Regions from separate parts of the Zea mays genome. Here region 1 is linked to region 2. A link is a contact called in public Hi-C data. All regions are on one chromosome and are shown on one strand. The core of a region is the stretch at or near the end of the contact, and the rest is flanking DNA. Distances in the headings are between cores, read along the strand shown.

What was found. Hi-C and Micro-C count contacts between places; a contact is called where the count stands out from the background.
Region 1: a contact with region 2 is called in a Hi-C map of ear, with 2.6 times the contacts expected there. The contact joins the promoter of LOC100382104 here to the promoter of LOC103653365 in region 2. A contact is called at or near these places in 2 of 25 Hi-C or Micro-C datasets (ear and tassel).

Annotation. Positions count from the first base shown.
Region 1 is chr4:70,419,088-70,426,024 of Zm-B73-REFERENCE-NAM-5.0, reverse strand. LOC100382104 (putative WAK-related receptor-like protein kinase family protein) reads left to right here and starts at 5,401. Exons shown (of 3, transcript NM_001174865.1): 1 at 5,401-6,309; 2 at 6,425-6,487. The coding sequence starts at 5,517. LOC100277089 reads left to right here. Exons shown (of 6, transcript NM_001150753.1): 3 at 1,033-1,087; 4 at 1,179-1,259; 5 at 1,332-1,544; 6 at 2,812-3,102. The coding sequence ends at 1,540. It overlaps LOC103653371 (a long non-coding RNA gene), which reads right to left and starts at 1,019. Exons shown (of 2, transcript XR_565437.2): 1 at 864-1,019.
Region 2 is chr4:69,906,650-69,913,217 of Zm-B73-REFERENCE-NAM-5.0, reverse strand. It overlaps LOC103653365, which reads left to right and starts at 4,964. Exons shown (of 3, transcript XM_008680294.4): 1 at 4,964-5,160; 2 at 5,238-5,569. The coding sequence starts at 5,070.

The DNA of each region.
Region 1 (6,937 bases), core at 4,152-6,651, 510 kb before region 2:
TCGGCATCACCGCCGAGCGCCGGCCCCAGGGTCTCTTCCTCCACCAGCGCCAGTACGCCATCGACATCCTGGAGCGGGCTGGCATGTCTGACTGCAAGCCCTGCTCCACGCCTGTCGACACTCAGGCGAAGCTCTCTGAGGACGACGGGCCTCCGGTCGCCGATGCGACGTCCTACCGGAGCCTGACCGGCGCGCTCCAGTACCTCACCTTCTCCAGGCCCGACATCTCATACGCCGTCCAGCAGGTGTGCCTGCATATGCACACTCCGCGGGAGCCCCATCTCACCGCGCTCAAGCGGATTCTGCGCTACCTCCGCGGCTCCCTCGACTACGGCCTCCTTCTCCGACCATCCCCGACGTCGGAGCTCGTGGTCTACACCGACGCTGACTGGGCTGGCTGTCCCGACACGCGTCGGTCCACCTCAGGTTACGCCGTGTTCCTGGGCGCCAACCTCGTCTCTTGGGCCGCCAAGCGTCAGCCTGTCGTCTCTCGCTCCAGCGCTGAGGCCGAGTACCGTGCCGTGGCCAACGGCGTGGCAGAGGCCTCCTGGCTGCGCCAGCTCCTCCACGAGCTCCACAGTCCCCTCCAGCGCGCCACCCTCGTCTACTGCGACAACGTCAGCGCGGTCTACCTCTCCACCAACCCCGTGCAGCATCAGCGCACGAAACATGTGGAGATCGACCTGCACTTCGTCCGCGAGCGTGTCGCTGCCGGTGACGTTCGGGTTCTCAGCGTCCCCACCACGCTACAGTTCGCCGACATCTTCACCAAGGGGTTACCGTCGAGTGTCTTTTCAGACTTTCGATCCAGTCTCAACATCTGTACAGGATAGAGTTGTGACTGCGGGGGGGTGTTAGATTACCTGTCTAGGGTTTGGGGTCTTCCCCATGTAATTACTATCTCAACCCTTTGTAATGGGCCAGGCCCAATTACCTAAGTCTATTAATACTACACCCAACCCTGATTAGGGTTAGGGTTTTCCATTCCAACTGGAAGTTTTGTTTCCTGAGTTCTGATTCATTTCTTTCCAGGAAAGGTTAAGCCTAATGCAGGAGAAGTTAAATCAATTTGAGAACTGGGACAAAGGTACTTTACTCTGTATTTCACGCTTATTCATTTCTTTTTTATCTGAAATATGTAATGCTGGTACTCAGTTACTACCTGAACTAAATTGCAGCACCACTTCGCCCTTCTACTACACTAAATACACAAGCAGCAGCAAGGTTCATTGGACACTCACTTTCCCATCTGACATCCGGTACATACTTGGACATTAAGTTTATGTGGATTCTTGATTATTATGGCATGGAAATGAGATTCTTTTATTCAGATCAGAAGAGGAGCATGCATGAAATAAGTAGAGGAGAAAGGCGGAGTTGGTCTGGGCAGAAGAGAAAGCCTGAACCTTCAGTAGAAAAGAAGTCTGTTCGTGCTGCTGCAGAAGAGTTCCTTGCAAAGGCTTCTCAGGAACTTATTGGACATAGTGATAGCAGGGTCAAGGGTCCTGTTATACTCATTTCTGATGAAGATGAGGACTAGATCAGTATGTTGTTTTTTGTCAATTTGTGAAATAATCAAATATTTATACTGCTGATTTGTCATTGTTGACTTTGTTCTTACTGCAAAAGCAATGCTGGACACACCAGGCCTACTTACATTACATGCTGATGTGTACAACATTGTAACATACTCAGACATGAGGACATATATGGCATATTGGCCACAAAATCATGGTCCACTGATCTGTCTTCATAAAAATAAATGGCACTGACAATCCTTGATTGTTAATATAGATACTTATAGATTATTGCAGTTTGCAGACACTTGGCATCAGAATTGTGAGATTCCGCTAGCTAACACAAATCTCATCTTGTCTCATGTTTAAATAGTTCTTTCTTGTACAATAATGTCAATGGTGAAAACTTAAATTAAGTAACTTTATTTATGTAATAATGGTTCAGTCTATGTTCATAATTCTACGATAAGCACACTGAGTCTCAGATTAACTTTTAGCATCGCAATCATTTTATGCCAACATATTTGGTGAAACACGTGCTCTGTTAAACAGTTGCCTAGCTGTTACTGCGAAAGTTAAACATGGAATGTTGATGTCGTGCTAGGTCTTATAGTGAAAATTTTATCTTGAGTATGGCCATTTGATGGAAGATGTAAATCATTTGATTATCTAGACAATGGCAGCTTTGCCAGTGAAAGCAAATTTTCTGTGCCCTATACTTTGTGTTGTTAACAGTATAAGATCTTCGATTATCAGAATTTGATACTTTGGTAGACACACACACGCAACTGACAGGGCCATGGCCTTGTGAGCAGCAGTTTCTTGGATAGAAGTATCTATTGGTGATTGTGGTATATACAATACAGCAATCTTTTTTTTTGTGGCCAACTGTATGTTTCCTTGCACGCATTCTGCTTGCAAAAGTGTTAGTAGATGGCACATTTGTATCAATTGATAGGGCCATGTATTGGAATGATTTTTTTAATTATGTTAATTTCAATTCACAACTTAAAATGTTGACATTATACTTATTTGGGTAAAGAGTTATCTGTACTGTGATGTGTGTACATATTCTTTGTTGCTTGGAAAAAGTTTCAGATTATGTAACATGACAAACAACCCTCTCCTAGCTTCCATCAATCACTGTTTCACTGCAATCATACTCTTTCTACAAAGTGTCTTCTGACCTAGTTAGAGATATGTCTTTTTTTTTGTCATGTATGTACTGTAGGCCTGTAGCTTGTTTTCCTTTCTGGACATTTCTGACCTATGGCTATGTTCTGTTTGCATGCAGAAAAAATGGGCGCTTACCAGATTACATGCCTGATTCATCGGCTAGGATAAAGGAAGGTAGAAGTTCCTGGTGATGAAGATAAACTTATGTACATTGCTGTGGTGATGAAGATGAATTTATCTGCATTGCTGTGTTGTTCTACATGTAACAGGGAATGGAGCAAAGCTGCATAGGCTTGCTTAATTCCCCAGTTCTGGGAGCAATTGGCCTCGAATCTTGAGTGCAATTTATCTGAGTTTCTTTCCGGAAAGAATTTTGACATTCTATTTGCTAGTGGAACTGGAGCAGCAATATATGATTTATGTGCTACAGTACCCCATATAATGAGTGCTATCTATCTATATATTCGAATGACAACAAGATCTATGACCTCCAGCAATTTGGAGTACTCAGACTGTACAAGACATAGGTCTCGATTGAATCCACCCCAATTTAAGTTTAGATAGCTAATTGCCACCCAACTAAAGTTTAGCTAGCTAATTGCTAGAGCTAAACTTAAGTTTAGCTGTCGTTGTTTGGATACTCTAGCTAATTGAAAACCTAAGATCATATTACCTATGGAGGATAGAATAAGCGACTAGAAGGTGATGAATTACTAGAGGTGATGAATGAGAGCCAATAAAAATTCTTACATTGAAGCATTCTTTGCTCAACCCAACCTTATAGATACCAAAAACTCCAAAATGGGTCAAATCAAGAATATATTAATTAATTGTTGATTGGATGCTTCAAACAATCCATTAAACCAAAAGAGCTTGATTTGAACACCAAAAGACCAAACAAAAGACCCTCACAGTAGAGCGGTAGTGCCACTCAAATGTCCTAGTGTCGGGGTGTAGTAGTGTTGTTCAGAGGTACGATGGTGTCGCTCGAGCAAAGTTTCTTTGACTGCCTTTAAACTTTGCAGACAACAAGAGGAGAGGATGAAGAAATGATATAACAAGTAAGTGTAATTACAAGAATAATTTGGAGTGTAAACCACACAAGGCAAAATATGAGACAAGAATCACCCTCGAGGTTCGATTGCTTGTTAGAAACTTACATCCTCATTGTGGCAAATCCAAGCTAGATGATCCATATGCTATTTGACATTACAAGCCAAGCCTATAATAAGGATGCCATAAGAGTAACTCTAGATAGTCATTCCAAGTAGCCATGATATCAGTAGAGTTGCCCTTCACAAAACTCCTCCAAGGAATGAGCATAAGAGCTCCTTACAACGATGACCAGAGCCGATGTCAATCCTCAATAGTTGCTCAACAATCCCACAAACTCCAGCTTATCTAGTTGACATCAATCACCAAGAGTAATAATAGTGTAATCAGTCGAAGTTACTCAACTAGGGCCACAAAATGCTTGAACTATATGCAATGCACTAGGATTTCTCCAATCTCACTCAAGTGACGAACTATGAGTTATGAGTGAAGTGTTTTTCTTTATCCTCAAGAGGTTATGCAAGTGTTGGTGGTTTAGAGATGTCGACTAAGGCTGGCCAAGGAGTCTATTTGTAGCCCCACAAAGGAATCTAACTATTAACACTTGAAAAATTAAACTTGAGGGCATCAAACATGTCTAGTGCACCATCGATCACTGCATTGGATACGTCCAATACCTATCTAATAGATCTAAACTAGCTGTTAACTATGTGAGGTGTCCGATGAGTTCAAAACCAAAATATGCATGTTCACATGCTCCCTTGGTGTCATATATAGTGTGGTATTCAGTACCACACCGAATATGTGTGGTACACTATATATATAATTAACGTATTTGACATGCTCTCTAATGAGGTGTTTGGTTTGATGAATCACTCTATCCAAAATGAAGTGGTGCATCATGAGTTCATTTCTCAAATTTGGTGGGATGACTCCATTTCACATATTAGTACTAAACAACTAACTATGAGGAATGAGGTGGTGATGGATTAACTCACTCCATTCCACAAACCAAACAAAAAAGTAAGGAGTGAGAAGATGATGGACTACATCATTCCTCAAACTAAACACTCCATAAATTTCTTATCCAGTGAGCCATCAAGTCTTCCAATGATAAACATGTCCTCATTAGAATAGTTGAAGACCAATTATTTTAGTTGGTTGTTGTGTGTTACTACAGTTTCTATATTCAGAATATTTACAATACCTATTCCCTATTAAACTCAAACGGTTGCGAATTCTATTGGTTAGAACCTATACATGTGAGAAGGGAGGGCGATAGTTCAAACTCTAGCATTGCACTCATTTTTGGTCTTTTAATCGTGAGTTGATCTAGGAAAAATTGATGGGGTTTTAAAATTGCAAGGGCTTATATGTCGCGAAGGTGGGATGATCACGAGTTGATTGAAGCAAAATTAAGGGGGTTTTCAAAAGTTTACGTCCGTGGAACCGTCGAACCATGAAAACAGATTTATCTAAAATTTAAGTTTACCGATTTCTAAATGTAATTTGTAGTGCCGACCAAACAACCAGCAACGACGAAACACCCACTCTAACATGCATGATGCTTTTACTCCTGTATGGAATCGTTTTGGGAGTTCTCCTCTTATATTCATCGCAAGGCCAAAATCATGCAGGTTGATGGGGACGGACAGCAGGCAGATAAAAAGTCAAACCTCCTCCTTAATAGAAGAAATAATTCATACATATTACATACGACAAGCGCGAGGAGACAAGGTAAGCATTTGGGTCCTCCACTCCGTCTCCGAGATGGGTATCGCTCTCCTCGCGCTGCTGCTGGTGCTGCCGGCGAGCCATGCGCGGGTGTGCCCGCCGTGCGGGTCGACGGCCGTGCCGTACCCGCTCAGCACAGGCGACGGCTGCGGCGACCCGGCGTACAAGGTCCGGTGCGCCGCCGCCACCAACTCGTCGACGTCGTCGCCGACGCTCATGTTCGATGCGCTGAACGGCACGTCGTACCGGATCACGTCCATCTCGGCCGCGACGCAGCGGCTGGTGGTCGCGCCGGCGCCGTTGGTGGCGCAGGGCAGCAGGTGCGTGTCGGAGGGGCGCGGCGGCGGGGTGCAGCTGAACGCGTCGCTGCCGTTCAACGTGAGCTCGTCCAACACCATCATGCTGCTCAACTGCACCAGCGCGCTGCTGCTGTCGCCGCTCAACTGCTCCTCCAACTCGCTCTGCCACGTCTACGCCAACGCCACGGGGTCCACGGCGGCGGCTTGCGCGCCGCTGCCGCTCTGCTGCACCTTCGTGGCGGGGGGCTCGTCCACGTCCTACAGCATCCGGGTGTCCCCGCAGTTCTGCAGCGCGTACCGCAGCTTCGTGGGGCTCGACCCGGCGGCGCAGCCGCCGGCCACGTGGGGCCGCCGCCTCGGGCTGGAGCTGCAGTGGGCCACGCCCAGGGAGCCGCTCTGCCGCACGCAGGCCGACTGCGAGGACGGCGCCAACGCCACCTGCGCCGACGACCCGCTCACGCCCGCGGCCCGCCGCTGCTTCTGCGTGCCCGGGCTCTCGTGGAGCCCCCTCGCCGGCGCGTGCCAGCTGAGTACGTAATTTCTTTCCGCTGCATCTGCACGCCGTTGAATCGAAGACTCGAGGACGAGGATGGACAGGTCCTGAATTAAATGGAACTCCTGTACTACTTGTTCGGTTTGGTGCAGATCCCTCTGATTGCCAGATCGCTGGGGGCTGCGGAGGATCCAACCATGCGCCTCTCATTGCAGGTAACCGCTTGCTTCCGTGTTCTTGTCGTTCAGAGTGTTCGACAAATCTCAAAACCTAAAAAAAAAGAAAATATTTAGTTACTGCTTGACACAAATGATTAGATGCCACATAAAAATGTTTCTAAATTGCTAGATAGTTTGATTGAATATATATACAAATTTTAGATGACATACCCTACCGGAAAATTCTAGATCAGTGCTTGCTTCGTCTTTTTTTTATTGCCATCTACTGTCACGGGTAACCGTATAATACATACCTCATATTAACCGCTAAAACTTTGACAACAATTTTCCTCGGCGTAGTACAAATCCCTCATATGACGCGTTGGGTAAAGAGGAGGTAGTGGTTTGGTCGACTCAAGCAACCCTTTTGACCCTTCTAGTCCAGTCGACAGTAGGTACGCTGCATTCAACCCTTTACCCTTTTGATAAGCCACAATGGTATGGTCA
Region 2 (6,568 bases), core at 3,715-6,214:
GCAGATTATTAGAGAAAATTTGAAGACAGCACAGTCAAGACAGAAAAGCTATGCTGATAATAGAAGAAGAGAGTTGATGTTCGAAGTAGGAGATTTCGTGTACCTTAAGGTTTCACCGATGAGAGGAATGAAAAGGTTTAAAGTTAAAGGAAAATTATCTCCTCACTATATTGGCCCATTCAAGATTTTGGAAATAAAAGGTGAAGTAGCCTACCAGTTAGAACTACCCGATAGATTATCGGATGTGCATGACGTATTTCACGTATCACAACTTAAGAAGTGCTTAAGAGTAACAGAAGAACAGTTACCCATGGAAGAACTGAATGTCAATGAGGATTTGACTTATTCGGAATACCCAGTCAGAATTCTAGAAACATCTCGCAGAATTACACGGAGTAAAGTTATTAACATGTGCAAAGTTCAGTGGAGTCATCATTCGGAAGATGAGGCCACTTGGGGAAGAGAAGATGAACTCAGAGCAGAATTTCTCCAGTTATTCTCGGAAGTTTCTTAATCTCGAGGACGAGATTCTTTTTAAGAGGGGTAGGTTTGTAACACCACAAAAGCCATCAACTAAAAATAATAAATTTAGTAATTAGGGTAATAATTTTTTTAAGTGTTTAATTATTTATTTGCATTTTGAATCAATTTTCTTTGTATGCGCTTGATTGATTATCGGATGTTTTTTTATCAATTCTTTTTAAAGAAAACCTAGTAATTAATATAATAATTAAATAATATAATAGTTATTAGTCTAAAAACAAGTATTTTATTTATAAATAGTTTTGGTGAACTTTTAGGGAATTTTCGAGCTCTTTAAAAATTCATTTCGCAATTTAGAAAAAAAAAGAGAAAAAAAACCCTAATCTAACCGACCCACTATGGGCCCATCCCCAAACCCTAGCACCCGCGACGCGCGCGCGCCTGCTGGTTTTCCTAGCAGCAGCCGCCGCTCTCATCTCCCTCCTCTGTTCTCTCTCTCTCCTATCTCTCTCCCTGCCTCTCTGCCTCTCCACCCGCGTGCCTCTGTAACCGCGCCGCGCGCCCAGACGCAAGGCTGCAACACCGAGCGCGCCTAGCCGAGCGCGCTGAGGTCCGCGCGCCCTGCTGTCGCCGCGCGACCTCGGCTGGCGAGCCGCCCGAGCCCTGCACCGGCGCCCTGCGCAAGCCGGCCGAGCCGACCGAGGCCAGGCAGCCGCGCCGAGTTCCGCCCGCGCCCGAAGTCCAACCGACGCCCGCGCCGACAGTTCGCTTCGTCGTTAATGGAGCTTCAATGCCGACTGTTTCTTCTCCCATTACCTCCCTCTATTAGTGGAGAAACCGACGCCATTAAACAGCGTAATGGAGCCGCCGACCGCTCTCCTCTCCCCCACGGCGACTTCTCCTCTCCCCTCCCTCTCTCTATAAAAGGGACAGCAGAGCTCTCTCCCTTCTCCTTCCCACCCGAGCTTGCCTCTCTCTCTAGCTCTCCTCGCTCATCGCTAGTGCACTACTCATCGCCGGAGTTTGCCGTTCGGCACCGGAGTTCACCGGAGCCCGCAGTTCGTCGCTGGAGCCACGCACTCGCCATTCGCCGTCCGTAGTCGAGCCCTGCTCTTCTCCACCCGGCCGAACCCCCGTCGAACCCTCCCCGTCGCACGCGCGAACCCAAGGTTGATGACGACCCAAATTATTTTGTGTATTTTATAAAATACGTTTTGATTCGATTCATGAATTGCATATTTAGTTTGTTGTAATATGAACACGTGTGATCCATAATTTATGTGTATGTGCGTTATGGAATTTTTGGTAGAAATATGTGATCGTTAGTACACCGTGATGTTTTATGTTAATCGTGGTGTTGATTTTTGGATTAGAAAAATATGACGAGAATTTAATAGTCACACGTTGGTGATAAAAACAATATATATGAATTTTTGTAGTTAAATTTGGTCACAATAAACTTTAGAAACTAGTTGGAGAATTATAGTCATAGGTGCATTTTAATGGATTTAGAAAATGGTATAGAACTCATGTCATATGAATAATATAGGATTTTTAGATGATTTATCTAATTATTTTATTGACATTTTCTTTTTATAAAGAAAGGAAAAAAATATCAGTAGTAGGATGGAAAATAGATTTTTGCTAGTCAAATAATCATGTTTGCAAATTGAGCACTTAAATTTTTAGAGTAAGCAAAATAGTAGTTTATGTCAAAATACCCTCAATTGTGTTATAAAAAGTTCAATCAGTATTTATAGGGATTTTTAGAATGTTAAATTCATTTTTGCTATACTAAATAATTTGAGTTAGAAATAAAAAGGATAAAAGCTATTAATTTGTTTATTAGTATTAAAGACGATAATTATCATTTAATTTCATTGATGATGTTAAAATATATTAATACTAGTTAAAACTGTATTTATTACACCCACTCATAAATTCATCATTAGGACTCACAATAATAGCTATAATTGAATTAATAAGTATTTACGCGATTAGGACGTAATTAAGATGTGATTAGTACGATATATTAATGTGTACGTAATGGTGTATGTTTATGTAATGGTGCATGTTTATTTATTTGTGTATGTTTTATTTTTGTATGTGCGATATGCGACTCTATTAGAAGCCGACTATGTGGTAGAGGATTCGAATACGTTCGAAGACGAACAACATGACTCGCTTGAGCAAGGCAAGTGAATTCTCCCTCTGCATATTCTTTTTGCACTCAATCATTGCATTTAATAATGTTTACTTTTGATATACTGCATAATTTGATGGGTTTTTACCTAATTAAGGATTTCCTAGATTTACCACTGTATTCCTTGTTTACTCTGGAAATATTTAAGCTTTGCAAATTTGTGCTACCGCTTAACTTATTAATTCTGATGTCACTCATGAATTGGTATTAATGTTCCAAAACTTAATTGGCAATTATGACATTAATCCGATGGTTAACGCAACATTATTTCATATTAATTGCAACATGGAGTGACCCCCAGGATAACAGTGCAACCACGAGTGCTATCATGGCTCTGGCTTTGGTAATTAGCTTTATATGCTTAGTGCCTGGCAACCTTACCTGAAATATGGGCAAGAGGGGGAGCGGTAGGTGCTGGCAGCCCACGTTAACATAGGGACATATTCTTGTCTAAGGTACCTCACCCAGGGGGCCACCACCATCGTCTTTAGAAACCTTAGCGAGTTGTTTCGTATTAAGTGTATTTTGTGAAAGCCTCATAATGGATCCCTAGCCATTCACCTCGGCAGCGTTTAAGGGTCCGATCAACCCGGGCTAGATGGGATACATGGCTTGTGAGTAAAGTTGTACCACCTCTGCAGAGTGTAAAACTGATATATCAGCCATGCTCCCGGTTATGAGCGACCTGGACTCCTCACATGATAATTGAACTTGAAGATGGAATTAAATTGAGATCCGATGATCTGCCAATAATTTGCTTAAGTGGTTCCACTTAAGTGTTTTTGTTATATTCATATTCCTTTGTTTAATGGGATATTTGGGATTCACACTTATTAGTAAGACATGTGTTGTTAATAAAATGTTGACCAACTAAAATGCTTACTGCTCAACCTTAGCCTCACCTTGTTATACCTACATTAATTTTTCCCCCACTTGCTGAGCCCCGACCATAAGTGAGCTCACCCTTGCTAATATTTTGATCAGAGAGTGATGCTGGAGACTTTGATGGAGATTTTATCGACGACGATGAATTCTAAGTCTAACGATGCGCCGGTCATCTTCCTGTGGGAGATTGTCCCTGTTATTTATTTCCGCTTTAATTTGATGTGATACTTGTTCAAGATACAATGTTTCAGATGATGTAATAAAATATTATACTCTCTTTACGCCTTTATTGCATTGTCTTTTAATATATTACACTTGTGACGTCAACATATGTGTAGAAATAGATCCTAGCACACATATGATATGCGCTCGGTTCTACCCCTGGAACCGGGTGTGACAAACATTCAACAATGTTCCAGCCCAAACATGTCTCACGTCTCCAATTAGGACCTATTCGGTTCGAGGTGGATTGAAGGGAATTGCAGGGGATTAAATCTTTTTCTGATCAAAATTAAATAAAAAGAGATTTAATCCCTGTTAATCTCCTCCGATTATCTCCAGTAAATTCTATCGTGTTCCGTATTTCAAACTTTACTTTACAAACAGTATCAAACATACAATTTCTCGTTCACTGCTTTACACCACGCTCGAGACAGTCTAATCCACCAAATCACACATCCGAATGGATTGCATGGTGGTGGTGCCGGCTAGGGGTGGATAACGAGCCAGCTCGGCTCGGCTCGTCCGAGTTCGGCTGGCTCGTTAAGCTAACGAGCCAGCTCGGCTTGGCTCGTTAAGGTAACGAGCCACAGAGTCAGCTCGGCTTGGCTCGTTTACGAGCTCGAGCTGGCTCGTTTAGCTCGCGAGCCAGAGCAGAAAAAATAAAATGTACATAATAATTATTATTTAGTTAATTTCAAACTAATTTACCAATAAAAAATAGTAATTATACTTATAGTTTCACAAACCACATCAATATAACACCAAATTAGTATAATTCATCACTCATTAATTCACATACATGTTCATCAGTTTAACCCATAATTATATTTGCATACACCAAATTAACACATAGACATAGTTCATTAATCATTAGGTTAATTTATAGGCCATAGACACCTCACGTATATATAACATGTTCACCAATTATTCTGTAAATAATATGCATATAGTTTCGTTTTGCTGGAATATGGTAGCTCGTTTAGCTCGCGAGCTGGCTCGTTAACGAACCGAGTTAGGATGTCAGCTCAGCTCATGAAAAAAAAATTCAAACGAGCTGATCCAAGTCAAGTCGAGCTGACCATAAACCAAATGAGCTAGCGAACCCGAGCATTTCATCCAACCCTAGTGCCGGCCGCATAAAGAGAAGCCGTCTTTTGCGACAGCTTGAGGACCCGCACAGGCATCCCAAACGTTTCCACGTTCCCGGATCCATCCCCTACTTTATATAGCCTTCCAAAAACCCAAACCTCCGCGTCTCTCCCTCACGAAAACGAGAATGGAGTTTCTGTACCGCGCCGTCGACGAGCCTCGAAGCCGGTCCCCGCCACCGCCAGCGGCACCAGTTACTCCTGGTTCCGGATCGACTGGTGAGATCCCCTAGACTCCTATCCCTCCGATTCATTTCGATCAGTCTGCTTCACCTGTCTGCGTGCGATTCTACCAGACGGCCACGGAAGCGACGGTCCGGCGGAGTGCGTGGGTAATTCTGCCGTGACGCTATGGCAGTCCGATCTGCCCCCACCGGAGACGGCGGAAGCCGACGCCTACGAACTGCGGCGGCAAGCGGAGAAGGCGAGGATCAGGGAGCGGATCCTCAGGGAGGAAGCGGAGCAATTGGAGCTCGAGATGGTGGTGCGTAGCGAGTTAAGGGAGCAAATGCTGCAACTCTTGTGGCCTACGCTAGGGCGGCCGACGAGGGGATCAGAGACGAAGGTGGTGCTGTCACCGGGAACGATTACCGCCGCCAATTCGTCGCCGCCGATTCTCGCGCTTGAGGTTTGCTCTCTTTTGGGCTGATCATGCTTTTCGTTTGTCCCTAGCTCTCGCTTCCCGTTTTTCTACCAACGTAATGTACGTCAGAGGGAAAAATTTATCGGCGATGTGATATCCGAAAAACCTAATTTTCTTGTGAGCTCCGATATTTTTTCTTTATCAGCCGAAATTTTTAAATTTTTATGAATTGATACTATCAAATGTTCAAATTAGAAGTCACTTGGTCTATATGTCTTCTCAGTCTCTTCTAGGAGACTAGACACTAAAAACCCTAAATTTACTTGATTGGTTGGTCTGTGTTGTTTTTATTTGTTAAATGTCTAAATATAATCTACATGACATTTAAACAAATTGAGTCATTTTCTTTAAATTTGTACCGAAATTTTTTGCCTATAGCCGATAAAGTTCCGATAAATCCGATAATCCTGTTTATCGCCAACCTCTGATATTTTTTCCTTATCGATAAAATAAACCCAGCTAAATCTTGGCGGTAGTTACTGATTTTAAGACGAATCAATTATCCTGAGGACTGTCACAACTCGATACATCACTCAGCCTTTTGTTGATTAAAATTTTCTTTGTTTTAGTTTTAGGCCACCTACAATCCTACATATGCGAACCAAACAAGCATTGTAAAAAATAGATTTAGTAGTAAAAACATGTCAAACGGAAACAAATCAATATACACGTACATGTTATTACCACCATGTACATATAACATGTTGTCTATTGTTTTCCCTTTTTTATATTTTTGAGAAAAAAACATTATTTTGTTTGAACTTAAAACTTAGATTAATTCCCTTTTATTTTCGTGTGATCTTTTTCTAGTTTGAAAATCCAAACTAAATATACTTTAAAACTGCAAATTTGTCTTGATCTGAAATAGGAAACTTGATTGAGACACACACAAAACTTGATTGTTATGCTTGAAAATGCTAACTTAAACTTGCTTTCCAATTGAAACATAAATTTATTATGGTTGAAACATTGCAATTCACTTAT